2 separate regions of the Rattus norvegicus genome follow, and region 2 is linked to region 1. Evidence: chromatin contacts called from public Hi-C data. All regions are on one chromosome and are shown on one strand. Each heading gives the region's core, a stretch centred on a gene start, on an enhancer-like site or on the middle of the called end of the contact. The rest is flanking DNA. Distances are from core to core; before and after follow the strand shown. Region 1 holds the start of Nsmce2 (NSE2/MMS21 homolog, SMC5-SMC6 complex SUMO ligase). Region 2 holds the start of Trib1 (tribbles pseudokinase 1).

The links. Hi-C and Micro-C count contacts between places; a contact is called where the count stands out from the background.
Region 2: a contact with region 1 is called in a Hi-C map of frontal cortex, with 3 times the contacts expected there. The contact joins the promoter of Trib1 here to the promoter of Nsmce2 in region 1. A contact is called at or near these places in 1 of 12 Hi-C or Micro-C datasets (frontal cortex) and 1 of 1 datasets of contacts at active chromatin or transcription factors (oligodendrocytes).

The regions. Positions count from the first base shown.
Region 1 is chr7:92,823,431-92,827,955 of GRCr8, forward strand. Nsmce2 (NSE2/MMS21 homolog, SMC5-SMC6 complex SUMO ligase) reads left to right here and starts at 2,204. Exons shown (of 7, transcript NM_001024876.1): 1 at 2,204-2,273. It overlaps Washc5 (WASH complex subunit 5), which reads right to left and starts at 2,102. Exons shown (of 29, transcript NM_001398866.1): 1 at 1,959-2,102.
Region 2 is chr7:93,094,096-93,098,620 of GRCr8, forward strand. Trib1 (tribbles pseudokinase 1) reads left to right here and starts at 1,906. Exons shown (of 3, transcript NM_023985.1): 1 at 1,906-2,869. The coding sequence starts at 2,510. LOC690120 (hypothetical protein LOC690120) reads right to left here and starts at 1,498. Exons shown (of 2, transcript NR_131067.1): 1 at 1,314-1,498; 2 at 576-1,166.

The DNA of each region.
Region 1 (4,525 bases), core at 954-3,453:
ACCCCACCAACAAGCCACCAAATCTGCTATGTTTAAACAGTGAGACCTCCAAGGAAGGAGATGCCAAGCAGTGCTTCAAAGCCTCGGACCACAATCAAACACAGCATCCTCCTCAACAGAAGCAGAAGCTCATCTGAACATGCTCATGGATGCCGACATCAACATTCAATCATCTCCTCACTCATCCAGGAAGAGGGGGAGACCAGTCACCACTGTACCTCATTGTGTTCAACCAAATCACCATGCCACAAAAATAGTCTTGCCACACTTTTGAAGACTAATGTCAAGATAATAGAAAGAATAAACCACTTCAGTTACATTAGCACATCTAGTTGCACTGTGACATAGTAGATCTAACCAGGACAAGTTACATTTTTCATGTAACTTATTTCATAAGAATATTTTCTAAACTGGCCCAGAGTCATAGAATCAAATGACCATCACTACAGGTGCCTAATCATGTAGCTATTTAAGACAAAAGCAGTGAGTTTTACAAGGTGTGATGTGGAGAAGTAAATTTTATAAAGGCTAATGCAAGTTTGGCCTTTCCTGAATGAGGTTAAAAAAACATTCTAGAAGAAGTTACATTGAATCATTCTTTTGGAGCTGGCTTTCACACAATGGAAGAAAACGTGCAAACAGCAGTACTCTCACTCTAGGTTGAACTGAATTGTTAATGGCATGGAATGAAAGCACAAATCTTAATTCCCTTCTTAATAATATTTTATAGGTTAAAGTGTGGCAGCTTTAGGACCATGGCATGGAACCTTAATTTTTTTGTATAGGAAGAACCTCTTGTCAAAGGAACATGTTTTCAAGAATGGTATCCTGATACTCAGAAATTGCAGAACAAAATTTCTTTAGTAAATTAAAGTGTAGATGACAAAAGAAGATGGATTTTATTTATTTATTTTTTTATCTTTTTAACAAAACTTCAGATCCCTAAAGAAAGCAGTCTCAAACCCATAATGGATACTCTCTCATAGAAGTTCTGGAATAAGCTTGATCATAAAATTATATTTATTTTTATTTTATGTCCATTGGTGTTTTGCCTGCATCTATGTCTGAGCGTGTTGGGTCCCCTGGACCTAGAGTTATCGACAGTTGTGAATCACCATATGGGTACTTGGAATTGAACCCAGGGCCTCTGGAAGAACAGTCTTAGTTGTTGAGCTATCTCTCGAGCCCTGATTCAGTAATTCTTAACAACATCTAAGACAACTTTCCTTTCTGACCTTTTAATAATACATGTTGTGGTGACCCCAACCATAAAATTATTTTCGTTGCTACTTAGTAACTGTAATTTGGCTACTGTTAAGAATCATAGTGGAAACGTTTATGGAGACAGAGATTTGTCAAAGGGGTCAAGGGACCCACAAGTTGAGAACAGCTGACCTAAGGCAAGTGTCCCTGGTTGTGAAAGGAGGCAATAAAACTCCTTCACTATCCCTCGTCTATAAAGAAATCAAGAGTCCAACTTTTTTTTTTTTATGAGTTCAACTTTTAATTTTCCTATCATAGAAGAAGTAGGACTCAGTGGAATCACCTGCCAGCTATGGCGCCATGTCTCAGGTGATTGGGGTGTGGGGGGAGCTAAGGTGTAGAGGAACGACTTGCACAAACTCACAGTGCGTGACAGGACTTTTAACACCTTTTCGTCCTCCCTCACGTCAGTGACTCCTTGATTTTCTGGAGAGTAAGTGAAAGATCAGTCGCATTAGCAAGGCACCGCTCCTTGAAACTTACAAGCTCAGCTATGGGCCAAGTAGCTGAGCTTCACCACTAAAGTTTCAAAGAAGCGTGCAAGAGTTGTTTCCATGAAGGCATAGGTGAACGTCAGGCATGCAACCCCAACCCTGCAAGCCCTAGGTTTTCCTGGTGGCTCCCGGGACCAGTACCCGACGTGGCCCTCGGGGGAAGGAAAGGGCCTCGAACCCGCAGGCCCGCCTCCGACTCACCTGCCAGCGGTCCGATGCTGGCCGCGTAAACTGGACACCCGGGTCCCCCTCTCGCGCTCCAGAGATCTCCTAGAGTCCCGGGTTGCAGAGAGTCAGCTTCCCGGACCCTGGTTTCTGTCCTGGTTCCCAGCCCGTCACGTGACCGAGGGGCGGCGGCCCGGGCCCGAGCATCATGTGATCGTTCGCGGGCGCTAAATGATGACGCAGAGCGCGCGCGGGGCGTTTCAGCCACTGGAGAAGTAGGCTGAGGAAAGGAATCGGGGTCTGGGTGTGCGACGTTCGGCAAGATATCGCTGAGCTAGGTGGGACAGCCAGGTAAGATCCAGGAGGAACGGCCATGGGGTTCTGGCGGGTGTTGTCATCTCCCTCTGTGCTCAGGGAACCTAGGCCTGGCCCTCGTCACCTGCAGCAACTACATGGAGGCAGGTTATGCCCACGACCGCCTCTCGTGGAGAAGATTACCACTATGTAATTCAAAACAAAACAAAAACTGTTTTGAACTGACTTTTAAAACAGAGGCATGAACAGGTAGCTCAGATGTACTCAAGGCCACAGGTGCCGTTTCACTTCTGCACGTGGAGGTGTTAGCCTTGGTGTGAAAGAAGAGGGGGAAGAGGAATGTGGGGGCAACCTTATTGGGCATGGGCAGACTGAAATGGCAGTAGTTTTATTGCTAATTTGGTAACTTAACGAGTTCGTCCTGATCATTTCATTTTCATGAGGAGACGTTTCATATCTCCTAATGTATGTTTCTGTTTAAGGAGGTCCCAACATAAAGGAATGGCAGATGTCAGCAATTAGCTGTGTTAAGTTATATAGTAGAGATGTGCGTTAGGAACTGAGAAGGCGTGTGAAGAACAGGAGCCATGGCGAGGGAAGGCTTCAGAGAGAAGGGTGTGTACATGGTGGCATGCTGAAAAAGGAGACATAACTATTGAAGTTGTGAGAGCACCTTGGGTTTAAAGGAGGTCTAACTTTTTGTTTGTTTGCTCTGTGCCTACTGTAATGCTGTACAGAAACATGTGAAGCAGTGTTTTCCTGTTTACATTAAAAAATGGCTTAATTGACAGCCACTCTTCCAGGAATATAAGGGAAGCAAAATAGTGCGCTGAGCTCAATAGCTCGGTGAGACTTCAGGAAATGCATAACTTCGTTGTAGATTGTCTTGGAAGCTGTAGGTACTGGGAACAAAAAGATCAATGTTATTGGAAAAAGGAGCCAAGAAGAGGTCAGTTTAAATCAGTGTTTCTTAACCAATGTGATGATTACATTTTGTCTTAAGATGACTTTTTTTTTTTTTTTTGTAGTGAGAGACTGTACTGTATTTCCTAGAATTTTATCAGTATCTGACCTCTACTTCATGGATGCTAGTCTATGTCCCCCATCCCTATCCTCTCCAGTTCCACGGTCAAAAACGTCCCCTCATGATGTTAAATGTTCCCTGGTAGGAGACCCCTCCAAACCCTAGGTTAAACCAAGCCCCAAGGAATAGTGTTAGAATGTTCAGATGTCCATAAACCAGTTATATCTTAGTAGTTTTAAAAGCATCAAAACCTAATGTCTTTTGATTGTAGAGACTGAGAATTCTGAGGCCAACTTACCATTAGACATGTTTTCTGGTTTGTAAATGGCATGTACTTGCTGTTTTCCTGGGCTATAGAAAAGCAAGAGAGCTCTCAGAGCATCCGTTATAAGGGACTAATTTCATTCTGGAGGGTGGATCTAGTCACCTCTCCAAAGGCCTTATCTTCTGAAACCACCACTTCGGACATTAGGATTTCGTTTGTAAAGTGGGGATGAGGACCCAAACATTTAGACCTGAGTAGACAGATGAGACTTGGGGAGGTGAAGTGAAGAGTGTACTCGTGAGAGCGTGGGGAGGCTTGGGGCTCTAGACAGCTGACTTGGAAGAGATGGAAAGAGCAAAGAGTCTGAAGGAATGCAGATGGAAGTGTTGTTCCCTGAGGAAGGCATAAAGATTGCAGCAGTGGCCTTGAGAGCAGGTCCCATTAAGTGGGAGAGGCCGGAGCCTGGCAGACTCCCAGGCCAGGACTGGAGGACAGGACTTTGAGACAAATGGAGGCGTGCTTACAGGAGAGTTTTGCTGCCAGGATGAAGCCAGGAGCATGGGAAGTAATCAAAGAGGAGGGTGGGAGGATGCTCTCCTTTAAGATTAGAGAAACATTTCCTTGGTTTGCTATGGAGAGTGGGTGGGGGAGGAGAAATCTGCTGATCTGAGAGAAGGAAAGGAGAAGATCTACTGTAGAGCGGAGGTGGTCTCAGTGGGCACCGTTAGTTCATTCAGCCTGAGAAGAAAGCAGAACAGAGGAACTGAGGCTGGTGGGTGAGGAGGGATGCTTTACACTTTCTCAGTGAAACAGTAATCAAGGTCTTTAGCTCTGGTCTTTAGTGCAGAATGGATGAGGAAGCGTCAGGCATCTGGAGTATCAGGTGTCATGGAGTATTTCTAAGTTAGGTCTGGCGGGTGGGTCATGCCTGTAGTCTCAGCATTTGAGTGGCAAGAGGGTTGCCATGAGTTTGCGGCCTGTGTGGGCTACTGAGTGAGA
Region 2 (4,525 bases), core at 656-3,155, 270 kb after region 1:
CAGCGACAAGCCCAGCTTGCAGCTCGGCAGCTCAGGAGAGAATCTTGCCAGGTAGAAAAACCTTAGCATCTAGCGCTATGTCCTAAACACCCTCGATCCCCACAACCTGTCAAGATTCTCCCTTCGGGGAGAGTGCCCTGCCCTTCTGTGCATCCCTCCCTCTCCTGGCCAAGCTGCTGTTCATAGATAGCTCTCCTCTGGTCAGTTCTCATAATCTGACGGAGGCCTCCTTAACGGTTCCTTTCTTGGCAAGTTGTGGTCTCCTCTGAGTTTATAAGAGTGCTGGAGAGCTTGACTGCTTCCGGTAGTCTTTGAATCACAGCAAGGAGGTTAAGGGTTCTAGGCTTCTGTTTTTGTTTTTGAATCAAATGGAGCAAAATGTAACCCTATAAAGTGAGTGCAAAAACTAAAGTGCATACCAAATACAAGTGCCGAGAACAAGGAGCCTGCCCCCCCCCCGCCCCCTCACGCCACAACTGATGCCAATTATCATTACTGTTTCAATTTAAGTCTCCTAATCCCCAGCGCCTAACCCTTGGAGATGCTTAATTAGCGTTTGTTGAATGGCTGGAGAATTAATAATGAAAAGGATTTATTTTTGGGCTTGACCTGGTTTTAGAAAATTAATTATTCAGCATAAATACAAGAAAGGATTTTGATAATAGTTTCTATGCTTCGTGAGGATCCAGACTCCAAACTGACCTGGTTTGCGAAAGAAGTGGAGAGGAAGAAAGAAAAAAAAAAAGCCAAACAAACAAAACCCAGCAACACAAAATGTGGTTGCAAGCTGTTTACACAACTCAAAACTGCATGAACGTATACACGCGACCTAGTATCCCAAGCAGTGGATAGAATGACCCGTAGCTCAGTATCTAATACTCCCGGCCGCATTGGCGCCCTAGACCCTCCGGCGCGTATGCAGGCTGGAGGGGACAGGAATCTGGCGCCAGCCACGTGGGCTCCTTCCGCCAGTTCCCCACATCCTTTGTTTCCCACCGGCCGGAGCTCAGGAAGCTCTTTCTGCGAGTCACCGCGAAGGGGCGGCCCAGGAGCTTGGAGAGGCTATTTCCGTGCAATCCGGGCGGGCGGCAGGCGCGGGAGGGGCGTGGAGGTGGAGGCAGAGCAGAAGGCCCAGTGTTTGCTTTTATTTCATCCAACAGAAGGTTCTATTTGTGGAAGCGAACAGACGCTGGGGATTAGAGTTGGGAGGGGGCAGGAAAAGAGGGGAAAAAAAAAGCCACATTCACTACCACGCACAGGTCTTCCCCGGAACTACCGCGTGGGGGTGAATGACTGATAATGGAATTCATCACCTTTCCTCTCGCCCCTTCCTCCGGCTGCAGCCGCGACTCGGCGGCGCCCACAGCTCCACCGGGAGCTCCCCAGAATGCAGAGCGGCGGGGGGAACCCACCAGGGTAAAGGCGTGACCGCTGGGTCGCAGCCAGTTGCCGGTGCGGAGCCTGGAGGTGCGCGCGGACGCCCGGAGCTCGGGATCCATTGTGTTGTGTGAATGATGCGCGTGCACCAATCCGCAGTCGTTTCGCCCCCGCTGCCCCGCCCCTCCCGCCCACTTCCCCGGGAACCTGACGTCACGGGAGCTTTTCCTCCGCCTCCTCCCTGGGCTACCAGCCCGCGGGCCTGCGGTAGGGCGCGCGCAGCCTGCTGCCCAGCCCAACCTAGGGGGGCGTGTGCGCGCCCAAGGCGTCCCAGGACGTTCCCACCTGCGCCTAGGCGCGCGCGGTCGGGAGCATCTCCAGGCCTCCGGCCACCCCTACTGTCCCAGCCTCCAACTCCACCTCCTCTCCCCCTAAGTCTCCTCCCTCCGCTCCGGTGACTGCTAGCCGGGCGACGGGGCCGGAGTCGTCGCTGCCACCTCATTGCACAACCCGGCTTCCCAACTGTTTACACAGCCCGGGCTGTGAGTGTGTGTGTGTGTATACAGCGTGAGTCACCGGGAGGCGGAGGAGGTGGAGGAAAAGGAGAAGGAGTGCACTGGCCGGGATCAGTGCGGCACACACTCATATTCAGTCACTCTCTCTAAGCGCGTCTCGCTCGCTCACACGCCTGGAGCCCAGGAGCGCGCAGGATCCCGAGCGGCGCGGAAAAGTTGCACCGGCTTTTACTCAAGACTAATTGCTTTGGGAAGTGCGTTTGCTCGGTGAAGCCAACGAGCCTGCGGAATCTGTCCTCCAGGCTCAGCACCCGGGAACTCGGGCGGCCTCCACGTCCCGGGCTATCCACGGTCTCGGCAACAATAGCGGCCGCCACCGCCAGCGAGGCGTCCAGACCTGGTGCCTGCCGGGGTCTGGGGACCTTAGCCGGCCTCCCACCCTTGGACGCGTGGCCAGTGTGGTTCTCGTGTACAACATCAGCGTCCTGGAACTGCTCTCGTTTTGCTCCTTTTGGGGACCGATCCAAGCTCTATCTGCAGACTCCATCCCGCGGACTGGAAGTCGTAGCGCGGATCCAGGGATTTACAAAGCCGGGGCCGCTCCGGCCAGGGCCGCGATGCGGGTCGGTCCCGTGCGTTTTGCCCTGAGCGGCGCCTCGCAGCCCCGCGGACCGGCTCTACTGTTCCCGGCTGCCCGGGGCACCCCGGCCAAACGCCTGCTGGACACGGACGACGCGGCGGCCGTGGCGGCCAAGTGTCCGCGCCTCTCTGAGTGCTCGAATCCCCCTGACTACCTCAGTCCCCCCGGCTCGCCCTGCAGTCCTCAGCCTCCACCCTCGGCGCAGGGGACCGGCGGCAGCTGTGTGAGCGCACCCGGGCCCAGCCGAATCGCCGACTACCTGCTGCTACCCCTAGCTGAGCGCGAGCATGTGTCCCGGGCACTGTGCATCCACACCGGCCGCGAGCTGCGCTGCAAGGTAAGCATCCTGGGGCGGAGGTTGCGGGTCTGGATAGTCCACAGAAGTGCTTAAGTTCCAACCCACCCGGACCACGCTCCCGCCAGCGCTTGGCTCTGGCAAAACAGATAAGGGCATTGAGTCGGATAAGGAGGGTATTTTGGTCAGCTTCGTCTTTTTGGAGGTTGAGGGGTTTCCTGTGGATGTTAATGGTGAAAGTTCGGCGGCCTAGAGGAAGTGCAGGGTTCGGTTCTTTTATCTCTGTTCTGTTCTTTGGCGCCTGGCGTTCCATTTAAGTTTGGAATTGCAATGGATTCCAGGGCCATGCCATTGCCCTGCTCTCATCCCCCTCCTCCCCCTTGTCCTGGAAGGACGCCCTGCAGTGGGTACCTTCCTCGGGACTTGGAGCAACTGGCAATCTTTTTGCCGGAGGTTCGCGGCATGGTTTCTGCATAGACCGGAGTGGGGCTTCTACCTGGGGGATTCTGGACTTGAACTCCGGTTGGGACCAGAATACAGCCCACCCCAGGAAGTGTTAGGAGGGGGTGGTCTTAGGCCTGGGAGGGCTTATGGCCAGCGTCGGACTGTTGGAAAACTTCCAGTGGCTCGCTTCCACTCGCTTTAGTTTGAGGCCGGCAATTTTCCTTGCAACATTAGGAAGGAGTACAACTAGATACAGGATGGCCGGGCTCTCCCGGAGAGCGCCTAGCCGAGGACGGCTGCGCAGTCTGCGCTTTGTGAGTCGGACATCCTGTCTCCGGGCCACGGAGGGCCCCACCGACTCCTTTCATTCTTCTGGAGTTAAAAGTGGCATCTGGGTTTCCAACAACTCACCTGAAAGCCTCCCCCACTCCAACCCCCCCCCTCCGCGTCGCGCCCCTCCTCCCCGTTTGCTGCTGCCACCTACTGTCCACCCGCGTGAAATCTCAGACGCGTGGTCAAGCCCAGAGGAAAAACTCTTCTTGGTGGATGAGAACAGTTTTGGGAAAGAAACGGATGGGGCGGGAGGAGAGGGCAGCAGAGAGATTTTTTTCCCCCCAGTTGGTACTAGAGCAGCCACCTCAGAGGTGGGGTGGGTCTGGGTCATTGTGCAACCCCTTCCAGTTCCTCCGAGCAGATAATAGCTGAATCCAGATGGTGACAGCCCGTGTGTCACCATTTCCAGTTGCGTCTAGGATATGAGTAACCAGACTGAACAAAAGGCCCTTAAAGAGACCAACCAGCTTCTTAGAGGATTTGCTACCCATTCTGGGGGTGGGACAGCCAGGGTGGGGGTCCAGTAAACAAACAGATGGGAAAAAAAAGACTGTATAGAGGTGTCTATCCCCTCCTGTGAGGGCTTCCAGGCTACTTCGACCTGAGTCACAACCATAGGCAGGAGGCATAAGGCTGCTTTGTCAGTCTCTCCTTCTAAGTCATCAGTTCCTTCTGACTAATGACAGCTCTGCGTGTTTGCTGCCTCAGCTTCCCCATGGAGGCTGCAAAGTCACCACATTCCTTAACTGAGCACTGCTGAGCCTCCTGGGTTTGCAAGGAGACACATGCATGTTTAGCTGCTGCTTTTTCACCCTTAGGGATGCCGGGGTACATTGCACAGGCCACTTACTGTCTGCTAGGAAGAGTTACATCAGGGAGCTGGGCTTGACTGCCAGGAGCTGATGACCCTTAAAAAAGAAA